2 separate regions of the Ovis aries genome follow, and region 2 is linked to region 1. Evidence: chromatin contacts called from public Hi-C data. All regions are on one chromosome and are shown on one strand. Each heading gives the region's core, a stretch centred on a gene start, on an enhancer-like site or on the middle of the called end of the contact. The rest is flanking DNA. Distances are from core to core; before and after follow the strand shown. Region 1 has its middle 3.8 kb from the start of SPRED2. Region 2 overlaps ACTR2 (actin related protein 2).

Evidence for each region. A called contact is a pair of places that touch in the nucleus more often than the background predicts.
Region 2: a contact with region 1 is called in a Hi-C map of liver, with 3 times the contacts expected there. The contact joins two enhancer-like sites. A contact is called at or near these places in 4 of 16 Hi-C or Micro-C datasets (hypothalamus, liver, skin fibroblasts and 1 more).

Annotation. Positions count from the first base shown.
Region 1 is chr3:42,916,711-42,923,372 of ARS-UI_Ramb_v3.0, forward strand. No RefSeq gene overlaps it. Among named protein-coding and RNA genes, the nearest start is that of SPRED2, 3.8 kb to the right of the region's middle. Within about 2 kb of position 4,096, at least 39 of the 54 cell types and tissues checked have an H3K27ac peak or open chromatin away from gene starts, as enhancers often do. A contact at or near this core is called in liver, where this site is marked.
Region 2 is chr3:43,087,413-43,094,074 of ARS-UI_Ramb_v3.0, forward strand. ACTR2 (actin related protein 2) reads right to left here. Exons shown (of 9, transcript XM_015094304.4): 8 at 5,722-5,854; 9 at 748-2,419. The coding sequence ends at 2,249. Among named protein-coding and RNA genes, the nearest start is that of ACTR2, 36 kb to the right of the region's middle. Within about 2 kb of position 3,434, at least 3 of the 54 cell types and tissues checked have an H3K27ac peak or open chromatin away from gene starts, as enhancers often do. A contact at or near this core is called in liver, where this site is marked.

The DNA of each region.
Region 1 (6,662 bases), core at 2,846-5,345:
AACAAATGTGATGCAAGTAGAGGCTTGAAAAATGCATGTACTTTGGGGTTTGCCCTCTTGCTGATCTGGGAACCCTGCCACCCCCACCATGTAATCTAGTCTGGGCAGGCCTTCTAGAGGATAACAGATCGAGTGGAGCAGAGATGAGTTCCTCCAGCCCGACCAGTCAGCCTGCAAATCACCAGATATAGGAGAGCCCTTCCTGGCTCATCCAGCCCTAGCTAAGCTGGCTGAGGTTAGAGCAGTCAGTCACCCTGTTGAAAAACTGGAGACTCATGAGATAATAAAATGTTTATTTGATTTTTGGCCACGCTGCCCTGCATGTGGGATCTTAGTTCCACCACCAAGGATCAAGTTGGCACCCCCTGTAGTGCCAGGAAGCAGAGAGACTTAACCAGTGAACAGTGGGGGAAGTCCCTTGTGGTGGTTTGTTACACAGCAAACGCTAACTGATAAGGGGACCATATCTTACTGAATTTTGTTTTCTTCTTTTCCTTTTACCCATTCCAAAAAGCTTGGGTAGAATGTTTGGTTTATTGGAGCCACAGTTGCTACAAACATATGATCTTTCATTTTCTTCCAATTCTACAAGATTATGTTCTTTTATATTATGAAACATCCTTTCTCAGTTTTGAGCTTTACAGAAGAAAGGGACTGAGGAATAAAGGCAGAAAAATGAGGCATAAGTTTAAAAATGAGAAGGGAACTGGAGATGGGAAATAGGGTGGTGACAATGGGAAGCTGAGGCCAAAAAGAGAGGCTGGTACAAGTCATAAAATGTTGACTAACTTCCTGAGAGAAGTATGTTCTATTAAATCAGAATCTCTGTGAAACTCCCTGGCACTGACCCCAGATGTCCCTATGTTAAATTGCAAACATACATTCTAAAATTCCCTTATGTTCCATTCCTTAGTTCCTCTCAATCGTTTTCACTCTCCTAAATATAGCTTTCTATTTTGGTAGTTAGAATTATTTTGGCTGGAAGTGACAGAAGCCCAGCTTGATCTAAAAAGTCCAGATCATCCTCAAGTTTGAGGCAAGGTTGACTCCAGTTGCTCAAATGATGTCCTCGGGGAACTGTCCCTCTATTTTTATGTCGAGGTTCTGCTTTCCTATTTTCTAGCTTCCCTTTATATCCCTCAATCCCCGACATACTTAGTTGATCTCAGAGTTGAATGGTAATAGCTGTCTGTTGGTGACCAAGCCCTTCTCCTTTTATCCCAATCATGTTAAAGACACTAAGATACATCCAATTTCCCAAGTCAATAACTTGGAAGTTATCCCAGACCTTTCCATTAGTCTCCATATCTAATAGGTCAGAAAGCCAACTCATTTCCACCCCACTTGTGTCTTTGGAATTATTTTCCATCTCCATGGCCAATGCCACTGTGTTTTGTCATGAATTATTATTTCTGTCATGGAAGAAGAAAATTTCTCCCTAACCATCCTTTGCTTCCTGCAAACCATTCTCCATGCTTGGAGTAATCTATTAAAAGTGTTAATCTGAGTCTAGCATTCCCTGCTTAAAATGTCTTATGTAACTTATATATGCTGCTCCATAAGTTTGGGGTACAAACATTATTCCATTTGGGGAGTTTTCCAGTATATCACTTGAACCTCAGCTGCCCTGTTGGCAGAGATCTTGGGTTGAGTTCCCCAGAAACAGAGCCTGGGCTGGGGATAAGCGTTGTTGTTTTAGAGGCCTCATTGCCTCCCTGCCACTGGGCTCTGACTGAGCTCACTCTAATCCATTTTATTATTTGGCCTAATTTATAATAGTCTTGGAGTAGGAGATTGAAGATTGGTATCTTCCCTTCCGAGAGGCCAGGAGATCCTCATGTAAATCGCTGTGTACTTATTGCCAAGCTCGGCCTACTTTGGGTCTCAGAGTGGGGCCTTGATGCAGTCATAAAGGATTCTTTTATGTCAGAGTAAAAAACTCAAATGCCTAGGGGAGCCAGAAGCCTGACAGACAGGCCAGCCACCATTCACCAAGAGTCAACTGTTACCAAACAAGAATTTGGCACTCACAGTTCCTGCATCTTTGGAGTATTTTTTAAGAGGAGCCAAAAATCTTGATTTTTATGTGAAATGGTCTGATTTTAAACTGTTAGACTCTGGTTTGTTTTTTTTTTAAGGTATGCATAAACAGAATTTATCTGGAGCCTTATCTGATCGTGGGGCTATCAGTTTCCAAACCCCCAGACAATGGATGCCCAATGACTCTATGTTTGTGCAACCAAGGGCCCACTGCAAAGAGCTGGGACTGGACAAAGCTCAGCTGTGAACCTGCTACAAAAGATTCCAAGACTTCATGATCGTCTAGCCTCCTTTAGCATGACCTCTGTTGCCTCCCAGACCCACCCTTCTCAGCCTGTTGCCCTGGCTCCCCACCCTGTCACACCTTGGGGCTTCTAGGTTCACTGGGTTGTCAGTTATCTACACCAGCTCACCTTCCTTCAGGATGTGGCTAAGACACCCCTTCTCCTGGGGAGCCTTCCTTTCCCTGACCTCTGCTTTCTCTCCTGCTTACCTCATGTTTTAGAGGCATTAGCCATTGCCCTAATGTTTTCTGTATAGACTGTTGCCTCACCCGACAGAAAACCCTGGAAGGCAGGACCCTGGGTTCATGGTCCCCTGTAATCCCAAAGCGTCACAAAGGACCTGGCAGTTTAAACCCAGGTTGGAGCAATGAGCCTCTGGTTTGAAAAATAATGACCAGGCCACTGCCTTTCACTTACCAGAAACGCATTGGTGAAGAACCAGTCATTTATTTTGAGAAAATAAGTCGAAACTTGGTGTTGAAGAGAAAAGATTAAAAAGAAAAAAAAAACAAAAACCCTCTGCACACTATCATTTTTAAAACAACCATGTATTTGTGAAATACAGTTGGGAGGAATAAGTTTTTGTACTTCATCTTTGGACATAGCAGAAGCTTCTAAGAAACAAGAGAGTGACTAAACTGACCCGTGGCACTGCTATTCTTCCAGACCTCAGGGGTCCCCAGGGCTTTTACAGTCAGGGATGTCTGCTGCCTCCGAGAAAGGGAACCAGCTCCTCTGACTGAAGCAGCACTTCTCTGAGGCCGAAGGCGAGTGAGCAGCCACGGCCGAAAAGACCCTTTGCATAATCTACCTTACAATGAGGCTGGAGAGTTGTAAACTGAAACTCCAGAGGCAAACCATCAGCGGTTACGTTTTCTCGATGAGACGGTGGCCCAGCCCTGTCAATCATTTCTTCTTGCTTTCTCTCCCTCCGGGACAGAACACACATACACCCGAGGCTCGGTGGACCGCTGCCTTGACTCTGAGTCTCTCTCCTACACACACACACACACACACACACACACACACACACACACACACACACACGAGGTTCGGTGGACCGCTGCCTTGACTTAGTCTCTCCCCTACCTGAAGTGAGCCATCAGGAAGCAGCGAGGTTTCATTCATAATACATGAACTCAAGGGAGCAGGGAAGCAGGAATGAGAGCCTTTCATCTCTGCTATTTAAAATCCCAGCCTTGCAGCTGAAAGGGAAAATGACCCGGGAGTGAATGCATCGGGGATGAAGTAGTCATGATAACGGGACCAGCGAGCTCGTCAGCGGCCCGCCCGTCGGCTATTTATACCGCGCCGATTATGCAATCGGGCTCCAGCCATTCATGCCGGGACTGGGACACCGCGCCCCGCAGGGGCATCGTTCCCGGACGCCGGGTCAGTTTCTAAGTTTGCATCATCCCCTTCTTTTCGAGAGAGCTTGGGTTTCCATTCCGGCCGGCGGGTCTGGTGCGGGGGAGGGCGGAGCAGCCGGGCTGCACATTCGTTTGGCACACCCCGGCACACACGACTGCTTGTTTAAACAAAAAAATTAAGGCACCCGAGAGCCCTGGGCGCGGCCAAGCTGCGCGCAAGGCTGGGCTCCTGGCAGACCGGAAGGAACTGATAAAGCTGGCGCTAATGATACCCGCTCCCTCCCGGGTCGGAAGTGCCCTCCGAGCGCCGGTCATTGAGAAATACCGAAGGGGCAGGATGAGGGTGAGATGAGGACAGGCGGGGCGCAGCTGCGCACGCCTCGCGGGGCGGGGAGCGGGGGGGCGCTGCGGCAGTGGGGGGGCTCCTGAGGGCCGCGGTCGCGCGGCGCAAACCACCTTAGGGCACAGTGGAGTCCTCCCCCAACCACCCCCTACCCTGCAACCCCCCTAACCCTGGGGGAGGGCGAGGAGAGTCACTATCACCAGCCCACTCCCGAGAGATTTACACCAGCGCCCAGTCGGACCCCGACGGGCGAAAAGTGGGAGGACGCAGAAAGGGGGCGAAGGACAAGAGAGAGCGGATTGTGGAGGAGAAAATGTCCGCTTCCCCCGCGCCCGTGCGGGGCGGGAGCCGAGGACGTCCGATTGAAACTAGCACTGCGGGTCTACTGAGCATGCCCGTCCCGAGCCCGCCGAGGGTCGCTTGGGTTCCGGGCTTTACCGGCGGCCAGCCGGGAGGATTCGGGAGGGGGTGCCCCCTTGCCCCGGACTCGGGTTCGGAGGCGAGTAGGTGGGGGTCCTACGGGAGACTCCGCTGGGTTACCCTGAAGTTGTGAGCAGATCGACATTACTTTTGACACACTGTACGAGACACCCTTGGCTTGCCTGCCCCTTGTTTTGCTGTTTGTTGGGGCGAGACACGGATGGGGGTATTTAGCTCTTTTCAGCAATGTCATTAAAACCCTGAATCCGTGATATCCCCAATTCTGGTAACTATCCAGAAGGCTTTGATAACACCCTGGTATTCTGATCAATAAACATCTGAGTTATTCACTCAATACCGCCATTTATTCTCGGAGCTGCCAGTCATAGTTAGCGATTGATGCGGGAGGGGTGACCTGCTTGGGACATTTTCATCAAAAAGATTCCTTTTGCGTAATGAACAAGGCAAAAATTGGAAGGTTTTCTTTAGAGGAACATAAAGGACCAGGAGTGAAAGGGAGAGCATTTGATAATCCACTGGCTAAAGGGAAGAAAGTGTTGCCGTTAATCTCGTATTTGCAGTGTGCTTAACACAGTGCCTTCATTTTATAGCCATTTAATCCTCCAACAACTCTATGTTGTGGATATTACCTTGTTACTACAGGATAGTGTGAGGCTCAGAGAACTTAAGGACCTGCTGGAGTTTGGCAGCAGAACATCCAAGTTGGGACTTGGTGACTCTTGGACCTTGGAATGTTTTCTTTTGCTCCTGGGTTGGGCCAGTCATTCACTGTTATTAGAAGGGAGATGGATGAATGAGCTGTAATGACACAGATTTAGCTTGCCTACCTGCAGAAAATAATCATCTCACCTGTAACCTTGCCATTTGAGTACTCTGAACTAGAGGGTGACGCCCATTGGGTGGATATTTCTGACAAGACAAATGTCCACATTCCTGGAAGTTCAGGAATGACTGAATAGGACTTCTTTCAAACATTGCTGAGAAAAGCAACAAATGGGCAAAGGTGAGAACTGAGTAGATGCCTTCACCTCATGGGGATTTAGATGCCACTGAGGTCTTGCTTTGTTCAGTGCTTTCTCATAGACCCTCAGTGGTCTCAAAGACTGAGAAAGACAAGTGTGGCCTTGGTATCCTTATTTTATAAAGAAACTGAAGAATTGCTAAAAGCCTCACTCAGGGTCTCGGGGCTGCTAGGAAGAAACCAGAACCTAGGTGTTCCTCCCCTGTCTAGTGCCCTTTTTACCACCACATACCAGCACTTAGCATGGAGTGGTTGCTTGGGTTTAACCCCAATCTGTGTCCACAAAGATCATGGTTAAGATTAAACACAAAGCCTAGGGTAAACCACTAGTTTTCCCTTGACTCAAGGTGAAAACTCTTAACTTTCTTCAGAGTACTGTGACTCTCCAAATGCATACATATACCCTTTACCTATGCAATATTTGAGGCATATATTTAGTCTTCTCTAAATTGGTTCAGTGATTGCCATTAAGTTAAAAATTTTTGTGTAGTGTCTTGGGACATTCAGGAGAATATAAAAGTGCTTGGAGAGCAGGAAGGAACAGAGACTATATCTCTTGCTCCCTAGCAAGACCCCAGAAGGAAATATTCACTGGCTATGGAATTTCTGGGACCCCTGCAAAGTAGCAATGTGAAGCCCCTAGTTTAAACACCATAAAGAATTTCAAAACTGCAACAGCAGAGCATCAAGCCAAGCAAAGATCCTGGCACAGGTTGCTTGCCCTTTGCTTAGACAGTGCTGTGTTAAAAAGTACGGGCCTATCCTGGCGCACGGTCCCAGGCCAGGTTAGGAAAATAATTTAAAAACAAAGGGGAGATAGAGCGGGAGCAGGGGTCCCCACCTCACTGTGCCAAAGCCCATGGGGCTGGCAACCTCTGGGCCAGAAACTGGCATTCAAGGGCCTAGGACAAGGACCATCCTCCACCAACCCGAGATTTACCTAGTAATTTAGAAACATATTTGGGTTTGCATTTTAACCTGGGAAAGTCCTTCGTTTCTACTGGAATGCAAACGCTCCTGGCTTGTTGGATTTTTTTTTTTTTTCAATGTACAAATAATGATTCCTTAAAAACGCCCAAGCCCCTACCAAGAAAAGAGATCCTGAGATTCAGGTGAAACTGAAAAGCCTCTGCCGTTCAGAATCTTGGCAAATGCACCTGTTC
Region 2 (6,662 bases), core at 2,184-4,683, 170 kb after region 1:
AAAATACTTTCCAGATATTGTTGACAGTGCTCAGAACTGTGTAAAAGCTAACATCCAATACCATTTTAAGGAAAAAAGTTCAAATGTAGGACTTATTTCTAAGAAACCCTTCTCGAAGGTCAAGGCATTGGCAATTCTAATTTTAAAAGAAAAGAATTTTAAACATCATTGGGAATTTAAGTGACAATGGTTTTCAAGAGCTATAAATCATATCTCTTTTAAAACAGAAAACATTTTCACTTCTGAAGGGCTCGTACCTGACAACTCCAATTAATGATATTTCCCCACCCTACCCTCAAATCACTATACTAAATGCATTATTTCACCTTAGAATAGGAAAATTTGAAAATGTAATTAAAAAGTTATACTCTCTATATATTAATACATTTTAATGGTCATGTTTGATAGCAAAATTACAAAATTAAAACCAAATTCTACATTCAAGGGACAAATGTCTTCATTGTTTTATTTAAGAGTCTATTCCATTCTTTGTTGCTTTCTATCTCCATATTTTAAAATCATGATCAAAGGTCAGGAGTCAATCCATTTACCTGAAATGAACAACTGGTAGATACTAGTTCTGCATTTATGTCCTTTAACAACTCAGTATTCAAAAGTCTAGGGGGATTGGTAAGTACATAATTTAGGGACATATTAGAATTCCAAAGTAACTGTGACACCCATGTCCCTAAAATCTTACAGACATTATTCATAGGCTTATTCATGTGTACTGAAGCATGTCCAGCATGCAGGCAAACTTCTTTTATTTGTTCAAACTGAGGTAAAAGAGACAAAAAATACATAATATTAACAGAAGTGATACAATCTCTTATTACTTTATTTTTCAATTTAGAAGGAATTCAAGTCTGGGTACTATTTGATATTTTTTTCAGATACCAAGCAATACCGACAGGACTCATAAATATGCTTTTCTGACAGGAAAGTCTGCTAACATTTACAAAATACCAACTTTTCTTTCAAGCCTAAGATGGCTAAGATTTAGTAGTTATGATTAGTTTTTTCAGTACAAATACATATCTAAATCTTGATTTTTGGGGGGGCCAACATTTTAAATAGTCATATTTTACTCCACTTTCAGGTTTTAAATCAAAACATACCAACAACAAAAGAAAATTAGTGAAAATTACCCAACTGGCAGGAAGTCCCATATTTCAATGTTATTTTTAACCCAATAATTATAACCTACTGCCAGTAATTATTTATATGTATCTACTTGTTTTTATTAAATAAGCACTGGTCGGTTATATAAAAGAATTTTTTAAGAATGGTACTTGGCACTGGGTTACCTTAATGCTTCTGGTATAAACAGAAGCACTTAGAAAAAATACCAGCTCTTAAGCACTTTTTGTCTGAAATTTGAATTTCCAAAAGCATTTTTTCAATGTTACTTTTCCACTGATAGATTCTAGGGAGTCTAATCCCAGCTGACATGGTTAATTTTAAAAAACAAATAAAAAATCCCCAAACCACATAATAACGGGACACTACACCTGCTTTTTACATCAGATAGAAACAGTTCCAGGCAGACCAAAAGTAGAAGAAAACCCGCCAAATCAAAGTATTGTAAATAAAGTTCATCTCCCGTACCCTAGAGCAGAAAAGCTCAAAAATCAAAAAATGAATATCAAAAGACTACCCCTGTCCTCCACACAAAAACCCACCCAAACAGTTTAGTTCTGAGCCTACCATTTCCCTAAAATGTTAATACCAGAAGCTTTAAGGTACTTAAAGCTGCAGCAGTAACTGTAGAAAGCACCACACTACAGAGGAAACTCCACAGAGGGTTCCGCAGCCGCCCACCCAGTCCTGACCACCCCCACCCCAGTAATATGTAAAAGCTCCTGTTGAAGTTTTTTTCTTATGCTAATAAAGGCATACCACCTAGTGTGCTAAAGACTAAAACTAGCAGCATTAGAGCAGTAAAGTGAAAATAGGAAGCCTACAGGAATGATCTAAATGCCTACCGAGGAAACAAAGCAGCAGAGAGAGGACCCTTGCCCTCTCCTGTGTTCGCAGGGAAGTGGCAGAATTAAACAGTCAGAGTCACCCACACTAACCCAAATTTAACACAGCTTCCACAAGACACCAGAATAAAACCTGACCTTTCCAGTCAGAGGGCACAGACAGACAGGCCTCTTCCAGGTCCTGGAGCTGAATGAGTTCAAAGACTGGCAGTAATGGAAAAAAAGAAAGCACATTAGGGCGTGATGGGAACCAGCTTCACAGTTTATCGAACCGTCACCCCGAGTTTCTCCAGCACACGAACACCCTTTTCTTGGTATTCCTGTCGGGTCATCCAGAAGTTGTCTTTGTCCTTCATGATGTCTGCTAGAACTGCACCTCCTAGGAAAACCATGTGCTTCCTGCGGGGCGGGTCTTCAATGCGGATCTTGAATTTCTAACGAAAGAGGAGACAGAAAAATGTCACACGTGCATGGTGTTTTCTATCTTAAGAAAATGACTTTTTCTTAAATTCTCATAAAGGTCCTATGATGTATACATGTGTAGGAGAGACCCAACTCACAGTCAGGAGATCGCAAATCCATCCCAGTGTGTTTAGAACACTCCCTGCTTACACCTGTGGCCCCATCGTTAACTGCACCCCTCATCACTCTCAAAACCATCCTGATATGAACAATGAATTCCACGGTCACCCTACTAAAAGCCCAAGTACTGGAGCACTGCCTGTGACAGGTGTCTCACTGACCGGCAGATCATCCAGCCAGCTATCAAGTGAAGAGTTGGGATAAGAAGACTTGTACTTTCTTCAAGGTCTCATGCCCTTATGATTGTAGTCCCAGGCAACAAAGTAAGATTTAAGTTCTTATAAGCAAAGCTCACTTTCTATTGTCTCAAATTCAAACGAATGTTCGAATAAACAAGGCCAAATATGGTCAAGATAAATTATGATGTTGGAAAAAATGAACACAGTAAACAAAATTAAAGACAAGCGGGAAAAGCTTTGCACTCTGTAGCCACTCTCAGCTGTCTAACAAGGAGAGACCTCCTTCTGTATGGTAAGTCAACACATGAAAGAGAAACCTTAAAATGAAGTAGCAGTTTTATTTACAAAGTCACAAATCGTTCAAAAAAACTCGAAATAACTATGTCATCTTAACTGTCTTTATGTCACATACGTGAACTGTACGATCTATCATAATATATGACATAGAAAAACACCTGTTTACTGATTAATTCTGAGGCTAACCTATTGTTCTAACTGCTCTAGTTACTTTTTTACTCCTAGGCAGGGGCCAGCAAACTTCTTCTACAGGGATCAGAGGGAAAATACTCGAAGCTCTGCGGGGTCTACTGTGGCAACAGCTAAAGGCAGCCAGAGACTGTGTGACAACAGGTGGCACACTAGGCGACAAGAGTCCGCTTGGCCACGTTCCCAAAAGCTTCCTTTATCAAACAGCCAGGTCTGGCCTGGGGCTGTGTTCTGGCCACCCTGCTCCTGGGGAAACCTGGCTAGCCCTTGAGGACACCGCTGCCCCTGCAGCTTTTGCAACGGGCTGCTGTTTCTCACTACTGACATTCCAGAGACCCTCAGAAACTCGCCCTTCTGGGCCATTCCAGCCACCACTCTCTGGGTCCATGGTGTCTACAGAGCCCCATGAGGAGGATTTCTCCTCAGACCTGCTCGGTGGCACATGTGAGTACTCTCTCCACCACGTCCTGACACCATCCTCAGTGACCCTGCCCGTCTCTGCCTTGCTTGGCAGACTCCCATTTCAGCTGATCAACTCTTTCTTCTGCCCCTGCCCCCAAGCAACTGAGCGCAGGATGAGAAAAACTCAACATCCACTTTAAACTTTACCTCAACTGAGCCCCTCAGAGATGCTCAGCAACCCCACGACATTTCTCTTCTCTCTTCCACCCTCTAAGACACCACTTCACACCTCCTCATTTATTTCACAAACATCTACCAGCTTCCTCCCTCCTCTGAGAGCCTCCTAACCCATACTGTGACGGTCACATTTCTTCCTCCCTTTCCTCAAGCATGTACTCACCTCATCAGACTTAATGATCCTTTAAACAAATCAGATACTACTTTCTCTGCTCAAGATCCTCCCAAGACTTTCTATCTCAATAGAAGGAAAGCCAAAATCTTTACCATGGCTGAACAAGACTTGCGTCCTGACTACCTTCCTCTTTTTGGGGTCTACCATGTGGCATGTGGGATTAGTTCCCCACCAGGGATAGAACCCATACCCTCTGCAGTGCAAGTGTGAAGTCTTAACTACTGGATCGCCAGGGAAGTCCCCTGACTGCCTTTCTGCACTCACCTCCTAGTCCCCTCCCTTGCTTACTCTGTCCAGCCATTCCTACACACTCCCCATAACTCAGGACTGTTACCACTGCCTGGAAGATTCTTCTCCCCAGAGTCAGGCTCCTCATTCCCTTCAGCCTTTGTTCAAAAGTTATCTCATTGGGCCCCTTCTCTGACACACCATCTCCCCAAATCACTACCACTTTCAAGCCTCTAACCTGACTTTTCCTCATAGTGCTTATTGCTACCCAAAGTATTATTTACAGACTAAAAGCAGATATTTTTAGTTTTGTTCACCACTGTTTTGCCTAGACAAGTGTTTGGCAGATAGAAGGAGTTCAAGAAGTATTTGCTAAATAATCATCTAAGACTGACTTTAAATTATATGTATAACTCAATAAAACCACACAGATGAGTGAAGTACTTCGACAACATGCCTCCTTTAAGTCTTTTAATCTGTTTAATATATGAGTCCATATAGAATTTAATTTCAATAATTTGAGTTACAAATGAAAGATGTAATATAGTGTGTCTCCAAATATAAAGCCCTCTGTATGATGTAATCTCATTATCTAAAACAACTGATCAAAGTTGGCAAGATGAACTGCAGAGATTTTTTTTAAACAAAATTAAAATGTTTTATTTTATGCTGCTTTTCTTTTTTTTAATTTACATTTACTTATTTTAACTGGAGGCTAATTACTTTATAATATTGTAGTAGTTTTGCCTTACATTGACATGAATCCACCACGGGTGTACATATGAACCTCAGAGATTAACTTAGACGACTCCTAGTTGAGCATGTAGTATGTACAGATAGTGTACTTCACACAGTCCAGGGTTTGTAGAGAAAAATCAATGTCAAATAACCATCAACTGTTACACCCTGGTTTAAAAATTTTTTTCCACTCTATGTATCAACAACTCATTTAAAGTCTGCTTTAAGAGCTATGATTGTTGACACGGATGCAAAAGAACTGGAGACTATCTGATTGGGGAGATAAAAGACATATGCAAAAAACAGCCAGAAAATAATTTTATATCAGAAATACGAAACAGTCCAAGAGTAGCACCGAATGTTGATCACATTTAAAAAAAACCCAACAACCTTTCTCCACAGTACAGCAGGTTCTTCCCACCCAGATACAGGCACCCTGGTTCCAGGCATTTGTCACAGATGAACCAAAATGTGTCCCTGGACCCACTGCCTCAGTTCACTGAGTAGAAAGGTGAGCTGGCACTAGGACTGCTGAGACAAAGCTCGTCTCGAACCACGTACTTCTTCCTACTTTTCAAGGCTGCGCTGGACTGCAGTAGACATTTGTTTACGAAGACTTCTTGCTCCCTCTGGTGGTTGTCAAGATTCACAAGCTATTTTACAGGGTTTTAACAGTATGCTAACAGTTGGAGTACTGACAGATACTTACAGAAAGTTTTTCCACATCACCCTTCAATACTCGTTCTAAGTAAAGCTGTTTAAGCTCTCGTTCCAACCGGGATGGCAGACCGGGGTACATAGTAGACCCTCCAGAAAGCACAATGTGCTTATAGAACTCAGATCTAGGAAGACACAACAGGTATTCATTAGGGGTTTCAGATTAGGAAAACATTACCTCAAGAGTTGCTTTTATTTACATTAGCCTCAGGTGGTTGCTGGGAGAATTAAATAAAATCCAACATGTAAACTGCAGGGCTGAATGCTTGCTATTACTACTATAAACAGATAACAAACTATATATAAAATATTTATATCATTTTGATGACAATACTCCTAAAGTACATAACACATTTTCTTGCAAATGTAATTAAGTCTTTCAGTAACGACTAGTTCACATAACAAAGGAGCGGTATTTGGGCTGTGCTGTAATAGTACTTCCATGGAGCCACTTAGAGGTGGTTGTCTACTATAATAAACTATATTCCACCATGACTCCACTTCTAGCTTTTGAATTTTTCCATTTGCCTTTTGTAGTTTTCCCTTTTGTTCCTCTGCTTTGAGGCCGCCAGCTATTATTTTTGGTTAGACTGATGTGCTTGCTTCTAATAGCAGTCCTGTCTTTCTTCCTTAAATATGCTGTTGGTCATGATACCAGATAATCAAACCTAAAATAAGTGCATATGGAGTAAAAGTATTAAGAGTACAATCTAAGTGAGGGTCGGAGGAGCTTTTTAGTAAAACTCAGGAGCTAAGCTGTACCCATTTTGGCTTCATTCAAACTCACTTCTAGGTTTTACTTCCTTTCAGGTTCTCAAGCGCTCAGGCTATTGTAATTCTAGCTTCTAGAAGTTTTGTATTGTATTTAATTGCAGATGCATGCATGAATGTAACATAAACTAAGCAGCTGAAGTCTAGCTACATGTGGTATAT